Linked DNA regions of Mus musculus: region 2 is linked to region 1. A link is a contact called in public ChIA-PET data. All regions are on one chromosome and are shown on one strand. Each heading gives the region's core, a stretch centred on a gene start, on an enhancer-like site or on the middle of the called end of the contact. The rest is flanking DNA. Distances are from core to core; before and after follow the strand shown. Region 1 has its middle 90 kb from the start of Gm4802. Region 2 has its middle 6.4 kb from the start of Gm19723.

The links. ChIA-PET counts read pairs in DNA pulled down with a chosen protein or histone mark.
Region 2: an RNA polymerase II ChIA-PET map of memory CD8 T cells shows a contact between it and region 1, with 5 times the contacts expected there. The contact joins two enhancer-like sites. A contact is called at or near these places in 4 of 115 datasets of contacts at active chromatin or transcription factors (CD8 T cells, bone marrow-derived dendritic cells, large pre-B cells and 1 more) and 1 of 9 other capture datasets (embryonic stem cells).

What each region holds. Positions count from the first base shown.
Region 1 is chr16:49,500,916-49,505,362 of GRCm38.p6, reverse strand. No RefSeq gene overlaps it. Among named protein-coding and RNA genes, the nearest start is that of Gm4802, 90 kb to the right of the region's middle. Within about 2 kb of position 2,007, at least 86 of the 459 cell types and tissues checked have an H3K27ac peak or open chromatin away from gene starts, as enhancers often do. A contact at or near this core is called in memory CD8 T cells, where this site is marked.
Region 2 is chr16:49,959,980-49,964,426 of GRCm38.p6, reverse strand. It overlaps Gm5486. Among named protein-coding and RNA genes, the nearest start is that of Gm19723, 6.4 kb to the right of the region's middle. Within about 2 kb of position 1,941, at least 11 of the 459 cell types and tissues checked have an H3K27ac peak or open chromatin away from gene starts, as enhancers often do. A contact at or near this core is called in memory CD8 T cells, where this site is marked.

The sequences.
Region 1 (4,447 bases), core at 758-3,257:
TTCCCTTTAGCCATGCCGATGAAAACATCTGTATAAATAAAACCCTAAACAGCTGAGTCGTCCACCGACGTGTAGAGGTCCTGACCAGAATGATGCGCACAGCACCCTGCCAACAGCAAGTGCTCAACCATTTGTAAATAAGTATTGTACACACATGCTACCTACTCAGATTTTTTAATATCATGTTTTTATTTATTTTAGAAAATAAGTATATAAATAAATACATATATGCAGTGTATGTTGATTTATCATCCTCTTCCCCACTTCTCCAAACTCACAGGGCCCCATCACGTCCTCCTTCCTGTTCCTTTTCGTGTCCTTTTTTATTTTTAAACACACTGAGCCCAATTACTGCTGCCCTATATGCGCGTGATGTCATGCCAACCACTACAGCATGGGCAACCTACCAAGGAGCACATCCCTGGAAGAAAAGGAACTATCCTCCCAGCAGCCATCAATAAGAATAGCTTGGAGGTGGGGCCTGTGAGTTCCACGCCCATCTCTGCTGGAATTTTGATTGGCTTGATTGCCTGCAGGCAACTAGGGCACCTTTGAGTTCCTGAGTGTGGAGGTCTTATCAAGTCTAGAGGAGGCTGTGTAACATCTGTTCCGTCATTTCCCTACCAATGGGTCCATGCTGGGTCACTCGGGAATTAGTGAGTTCAATCACAATTTGCTACATTATTAAGGTCTGGTCGAGTCTCCGCCCTCTGTTGCTTTCTCTGTCCCTTCAATTTTCTGGGTTCTGTATTATCAGACTGCCTGAGTTTCTATGGAGATTACAGAAGCATGACCTTGAACCTCATCCTGCTTTCTGGTGATAATTTCCTTTGAGGTCTAAAATTTGTCTTATTATTCTTGATTGCTTGGACTTTCGTGACTACATATATTTTCCCTTGGAATTCTACGCCCTTTCCTCCTTGCACTAGACTCAGACTGAATCACACGATTAGGGAAGGGCATTTGCTGCAATCTGCACTCGTACAGAGCAGCGAGGGTCTGGGGTGGTGCGCACTGTTTTGTGAGATGCTCATCTGTCCTTTCTGGATGTACTGATTATAGCCACTGTGAGTCATCAGCTAACGCGCGTATACTGAGCTCATGCCAGAGCCTCAGCCGCCCCTTCCTTTTCCCGCCCATCACAGCTCATGATCCCTTCAGCTTTCTCCTCTTAACCTTAGCTGTTTGGATCTCTGACTTCCTTTGCACTGATGATTATAATTGGGAAGCTGTTCTCCGACATTCGGATGTACCTGATGCGACACAGACTCTCTGCGGATTCAGTTTCCTCACAGAGTTTATTTATAGCTGAGGTTTGACGTTACCTGAAATCAAGCTTTTTTTTTTTTTCTCCCTTGCAAAAGTACTTTCAGTTTTTGTTCTTTGTGGAAGGAAGTAGGACAGACTTCAAGGCACAGTATTTTTGCAGTGCATCAGAACCTTCTTTGAGAGCTTGATTCGCAGTCTTTCAAGTAGACCAGATTTTCTCACCACAGTCAATTCTATGAAATGCCAGAAAGCAAGAGCTAGGCTAACTCAAACACACAAGCAGCCAAATTTAGCTTGACACCCTTATTAAATATTGACCTCATGGGAACTGAGGCTGAAAACAACCTTTGAGAAAGAAGCCAGTCTACACATTAATGGGCTTCCTTTGTTTTGGTTTTGACTGTCCTTTAGTTGCCTAGCCAATATATTGAAACCAAGTTAAACTTCAGGCTCAAACGATTTCCTTTTTAACACATAGCTTTGACCTAGGGGAACTAATCAGATAGATAATATAATTGTTGTTAATCACCCGAGTTTGTAATTGTACCTTTGATCTGTATGCTGAGAAACACTTTGGCAATGTTGACTCCCTCCCCTCCCTCCCCACCTTCTGTAGTTGGTGGGCTTTTTGTTTTGTTTTTGTTTTGATTTGTTTTATCTCCCACCTTCCCCCTAGAAGCTAAGCAACATAATGTGTGAAGTCACCAACTTGCCATGACAGAATAAAGAAGAGATCCAGCAAATGGGAGCCTATGTCACTTAGTTACACTAACACCATTAACACTCAGTCCTTTCAGTAGGGATGCATCAAGCAGCCATAGTTTTGCCTTTGCCCTTTCCCTGTAGCAGGCAGGGACTTGCAAACACTTCTTTCTTTCTCATCTGACAGGTGTTTCTTCCATGCTTCAGCATCTTCAGTTTTTTGACACCTAAGAAAGGGATTTGAATTCAAGGATACTCGAATTCTCTCTCACCCCGCCCCCCTCTGCGTGTGTGCGCGAGTGTGTGTGTGTGTGTGTGTGTGTGTGTGTGTGTGTGTGTGTGGCCTGTGAGTGCATTTTGATGTTTTCCTGGGGCCTCATATGACAGCTGAACATAAGAAAATAAAACCTGCAGCTATTAGCATTGTTTGCTCCATGTGAATGATATCGCACTAATGCCCTAGGTTCTAGAGCTCAGTGAGACTGGTTTTTGTTTGTTTGGGTTTGGTTTTGGTTTGCTTTGTTTTTTTGGCAAGACCCCAAACCTTGTCCTAAAGGCAGCCACATAGGATGTACTCTGTTCCTGAGAAGATTCCGAAACCCACAGCCGCTGCTCATCAGCGCGAGGGTGCAAACCTCTGGTTTTCTGTTTCTTCCTTTTCTTCTCAAATTCTGCTTCCGCTTCTGAGAGTTGAAGCTGCCGTGACGGAGACTCTTCTCATCTCACTCCAGAGCTCTCTGAAGTGAATATGTTAAAGGCATCCAACGAAGGCCCTGCCTGAATTGAACTTTTGGGGTTCTTTAAATCTCAAAAATCTCCATTGCTGAAGCAGCTCTCTTCAGGGTTCCTGGGAGAGCTCTGGGTTCAAACTAGACCCTAAAGGTTAGAACAGGATGGACTAGTTGTTTGTACAGGCCATATTTTTCCCCTCACGGAACTGAGGTTCTTAGGCTCAAGAACTGGAATTCTAAAGTAGTTTTTAAAATAGAAAACTTCCAGGTTGGATGTGACTATATTTAGATGCTTACATTTATTACGCTTGAATTTTTCTAGAATATTCCACTTTTAGGAAGACTCAGCCAAGGGTATTAGAAATGTAGAACAAGGAAGGATGCAACTCCTAGCTGGGCCCTTATGTTTAATTATAGACATTACAGACAGATAGAGGGAAAAGCATTTAGGGAACAAGCAACACAGTAGTGCCCTAATGCCACCAAATGCAGAATAAAATGGTTCAGGATGCACTTAACAGATTTTACTGTGTAAAGGACTCTTATTATGGTAGGAAGATCTACTGAATCTCTGAGTAGTTAGATAAAGGTGAAGGATTTATTCCCAGGACTGTTATAAAGATGCCCCTACTTTTAACATGTTCACTTTAAGACTTGTTCCAAAGACAAAATGTATATAAAAGAATAAGAAATGCAAACAAAACATTGCTAGATATTAATGACATGAGAACCTAAGTGGACTACTGTCTATTGGCCAGTTAACTCTGTCCAATTCTAATTGGCCAGTTCTAACGATGAACCAAACTCTGTAGCCCGAGGAATGCTTACCGTTAGCTTTCAAAGCAAAACAGAATAATAATTCTCAAATAAAAAAAGTTACATCTCCTTTGTTATCTTGGTGCTGACTTCAGTATAAACCCCAAGCAAACACTTAGATAAGAACGTACTCAGAGGGAATGGTAAGTCTCTTCAAGAGGAAATGGACACCTTTAACCTTCTACAATGCACTGAGAACATGAAGGTTTAGAGGAGTTCACCGGGGATAACTTGAGTTTATATATATATATATATACACACATTAATTCTTAGGCCTTTTAGCTATAGCTCAAGAACTGGAATTCTAAAGTAGTTTTTAAAATAGAAAACTTCCAGGTTGGATGTGACTATATTTAAATGCTTACATTTATTATGCTTGAATTTTTCTAGAATATTCCACTTTTAGGATGAATCAGTCAAGAGTATTAAATGTAGAACAAGGAAGGATGCATATATATATATATATATATATATATATATATATATATATATATATATATATATATTCTTGTAAATGCATGCCCTCAGATCCATTATGAGGGAATGACTCCATGGAAGGAAAGAAAGAAGAAAGGGAGGAAGAATGGAAGGAAGAAAGGAAATTAGAAAAAAAGGAACTGCATATTATTATTAGGTGGATGGGGAAGGAGGGTGTCTGAGTGCGTTCAGGAAGGAATTGGGACAGGGGTTAATAAGTTCAAAATATGTTGTATGAAATTCTCAAACAAATAAAAAGAAACCCCCAATACATGGCCAAGTTGATAAAGCCATGCCCTGATGAGGCTGGTAGAATATACTGCCATCTAGTGGTACTAATGGAATGAGCGCTGTGTCCTCAATGTCACCCTCTGGGCTGAGTGATGGTTGACTGAACGCACTAGAAGGAAGATATACTACACAGAGCTAAAGCTGGCAGTGGAAAAGTACCT
Region 2 (4,447 bases), core at 692-3,191, 460 kb before region 1:
GACACCAAGGTCATAAATCCTAAGGGTGTCTTGGGGCTGACAGGACTACAGCAGAGACTGTGTGTGCAGAAACCCAGGGCAAAATGCTGGCCCCCTGCTCATCTCACCCTGATTAGCATAGCTGCTCTCATTTTGCAACTTAATCCTCACTCAAAGGGAAATACTACAGTTAAACATCTTTAAGGGGAGAAAAACCCTCTTATCTCAGTATTTTAACCTTTTCAAGATTCTCCTGCTTAGTGTAGCTCTCCACTATCCCACTCATCCTAAATTTATCCTTGCTGCTTGTTACTCCGGCCCTACCTGGGGGTGTCTCTGCTGTGTTTGGACCCCTGAGTGTGCAAGTTGGGTTCTCTGTAGTTTTCCTTCTAGCATGCAGCCTGTCTCTCCTTGAGAAACCACATTTTTCTCAAGAGCTCCTGTGGTCCATGCCTTCTTGGCTATAATTCCCAGCCTCGGTGCAGGCATGTAGTTCCTATCCTTAAGCATCTCCAGGGGCTCGAGGAACTTCCTGCAGCCCGTGCAGGGGAAGCCCTGTCCCAGGCTATATATTTTTGAAGTCTTCCTAACTCTATCCTTCTCCCTGGGCAGTGCGGGAGGGGTTGCAGCTGGGTGCTATTCAGGGTGGAGGACCCGCAAAGTTACTTAAATTATTCATTAAATATATTGATTTGCGGCTGGGAAGATCACCCAGTGGACCTGTTTGGTTCCTAGCACCCACATCGGTAGCTCACAAACATAACCACAAGTGACTCCCACTCCATAGGAATCTGAGACCCTGGCCCCATGGACACCTGTATTTAGGTGTCCATATGTACATACAAACACACATCTACATGTAATTTTAAAATAATAAAAATAAATCTTTAATTTTCTTTTTTTACATTTTCATGTACATAAAAATGCATGGCAAATACTCTTGCCTCCTACCCCTTCAACACTCCACTTTCCTACAAATCCTTTCTCCTCACTCATGTCTTTACTGTTTTGTTACTCATTGAGTTTAACCGAGGTGGTCTGGGTGACCACGGGCTTGTAGCTATCCTTAAAAGTTCAGTGGTCTCACCCGATGCTGCCACAACACGAGACAAGGACTCCTGTCTCCAAGAACGGTTGTGTAGCCAACATTCCAGCAGGGATGAGTCCTGTACCATGAGGAAGTTTCTTCCCTGTCTGTGAACGATCATTGGCAGGACCAGTCTTGGGCAGGTCCAGTGCAGGTAGCTTTTGCGATTTTTTTTAAGATTGCACTGGCAATATCATAACCAGAAAACAGCATTTCCACAACCCTCCTTCATTCCTTTCCCACAATGTCCTCTGAGTGATTTTAACGGAAACCACTCTCTTTCCGATGCTCATTATCTTTTCCTTCCTGGGACTCAGAGGTCAGTAGAGACCCAAGCGAAGGACCTGCCAGAGGCTGCACATGCTTACACTAGAAGCTCACTCATGACTGGCACCATCTATATGCAGACTCTTTCTTCCTTTGCTTTGGAATGACTCACTTCTTCATGTGAGTATCCTCCATGTCTCTGCGTGCTCCTGGGTGCCCCGTGACAGGTGACTTTGGTGGAAGTATGCTGTAGAAACAGCCTTCAAACTGACTGGAGCTAAAAAGGCTGTCAGTCTGCAGGGTCCCCAACCTCCAGAATCACTGATGTAGAAAAGCATACTAGAAAACATGTTTAGCTAAAGGACATTGAGTATGCCAGATGCTTACTTGAAGTTTCTTATGGTCACAACCTTTGCATCCACCTTGCCAACTTTCCTTCATGCACACTTAATTTATCACTTCCCACAAGGCACCTAATCTTCATGGTTTAGCCTTTAGAATCCACTGGCAGTAAGGCCATGCCCACCCCGCTCAACTCTACCACCCTGGTCCAAACACTGTCATCTCTTCAATCAGCTCTAACACTTCTCTTTTGTTTCACCTTCTGTTGGTCTTAATCAAAGCTAAATCAGACCACTTCCTCCCACTGTTCAGTACCTCCTACCAAGGGCTTTCCGAGTCACCTGACATGAAATAAAATCTGGCTACTAGGGCATCTTTTTGAGTTCTTCTTCTGCTGTCTCTAGCTCGCTCTACTTAAGCTATAGGGCATCTGAAATCTTTCTCTGCTAGTGATGTTCCGCAAACTATTATTCAAATAAGTGCTCAGTTATTTTACATTGACTTCCAAATTCAATTTTATCACCTTAAGTCCTTGTTTTCACATTAATCAGCTAAAATCATGTGAAAGATCCCTAGGAACAACCCCAGAGGAAATTGTCATGGAAGCTCCTCTTTTTTTTTTTTTTTAAATTTGGCTCAGGCAGGTTATAGATTATAGCAAGTGGAGGAAATCTGTCCACTTGCTAATAAGAATATCTCAAAGGGATATCTAGATGAACCCTGGGCAAGGTCTGACAACCATTTATGACCACTAAGAAGCAACTGAAGTGTGAATTTACTTTGAAAAATGACTATTAGTAATGAAAATGTCAAGCAGACACTGACATTCTGTAACGGGAGTCGATAGATTCACCTTTTTGCCAGGCCGCCACAGCACACAAAGAGAACAGGCTCTGCTTTTTCCCCAGGACTAAAACCTATTTGAGACTGTGGCTGGAAGCCCACATAGCAGTAGCCCAGAAAGGAACTATGCTGCTATTTAAATTATGGCTCTAGATGTCTGTAAATTATTCTTAGAACCTGAGCAGGGCCAGCCTGACCACTTGAATGTACTCCATTTCTTGTGGGAATATTTCACAGATTGGCTGAGACTTGGCGATACAAAATTCATGTGCATATGTGAAGCATGCGTTTCAGTGCCATCTCATAGCTGTTTGTTTATATAGCGTATGTTTATCTAGGGTTAAGCATGACAGACATTTAGGAACTTAGGCTTGGTGTCAGCTTGAATGGTAGACTAAAGGATCCCAAACTCCTCCTCTTCTTGACCCATTAGGTAAGTATACCTGCATATTTCCTGAATTACTTAGATCCCCTCAAATGCTACATGCTAACAACTCCCAGAATTTGTTGCCATAATGTATATGTATGTACCAGCTAACTTCTAAAATCTCACAGCTCTATATTATCAACGCCTGGGGTGAGAAATAAACACTAGCCCGTGCTTATCTCTACCTAGTCTCACCCCCACAGTTAACCATGTATTTAATCTCTCTTTCAGAATGGCGTATAATCAAAAGGAAGAGAATTTTAGAATTTTTAAAGTTTCCACATTTGCTTCATGCCCTCCCTTGCACAGGCATAGGGCCTTCTTTGATACAGCAGTCAGGTTGCCAGCAGACATTTCTTTGAGGAGGAAGACACACTATACCCTTTAGGTAAACTGTGTCAAATGAAAGGGCCAGATGCTTGCCTCTGGCTGAGCTGAGAGAGAGGAAATTTAAACTGTAGCCATTTATCTATGGGCATCTACCTCTTCTTTTGCTTTTTGCCTTCTCTTTTTCTCTTGCAAATGCAGGGAGGGAGGGTTGAAAATTGAAAAGGATTAAAATAAACCGAGAAATCAAAGGGATTGAAGGTTTGGAACTAGAAAGAAGAGTCTAGATGTAAATAACATCTTTTAGGTTATTTCTGAGTCACTGCTATGCATCTCTGTTTGCCTCCTTTCAAATTCAATGAGAATCATCATTCCTGTCTCCTATGGTATGCCAGACCCAATGCTAGTCACCAGAGATGGTTAGGAACATAAACAGAATATTCTTCGATGGGACTCCTCGAATATGGGGCCATTCGTATAAGCAATCATTTTCTAAGGCAGATCACCAAATATACACATAATTAAAACTCAGTCATATGCCCACAAATATTATCATGTAACACAATAATAAAGTGACAAGATTAACCTATTTGTAAGAATTAAGAGTTTTTATAGTTCTAGGCTTTTCCCATGCATGTGTAAACATAGCTTATATGTGCACTCCCAGGGTTCTACAGATTTCTAGGACTTCCATATTTAGTTTTATTCACAGCTACAATTTATTATAATGAAAATATAAGAGCAAGATTCATCAAGACAATAGGTTCATGGCACAAATCCTAAAAGAAGCCAAGTAGAGCTTCCAGTGGTACTGCTGCATTTGAATTCTCCAAGATAACCTGGGGAATGTCATCTATCAGGGGAAAACACTTTGGAGACTCAGTGTTCAGTATCTGAATTGGGAGTTGATGGCATGGACAGTCTCGCTATGACTGGTACATATCAAAATTTTAGACTCCCAGAAGGAAAGCAGATGGCCAACATAAAAACCGGTATTATTCATAGAAGTAGGCATAATGTGCCACTCTATCTGGTAGGGATGATGAGGACACGCCTCCATTTCAAGTTCTCTGCTGTTATTCTAAGGTGTAAACCATGATGTCAGTAACTTGGACCAGGGATGCAGACCTTCTAGGGTATAGCAGCAAAACCAATCATAGACCATGTCACATCAT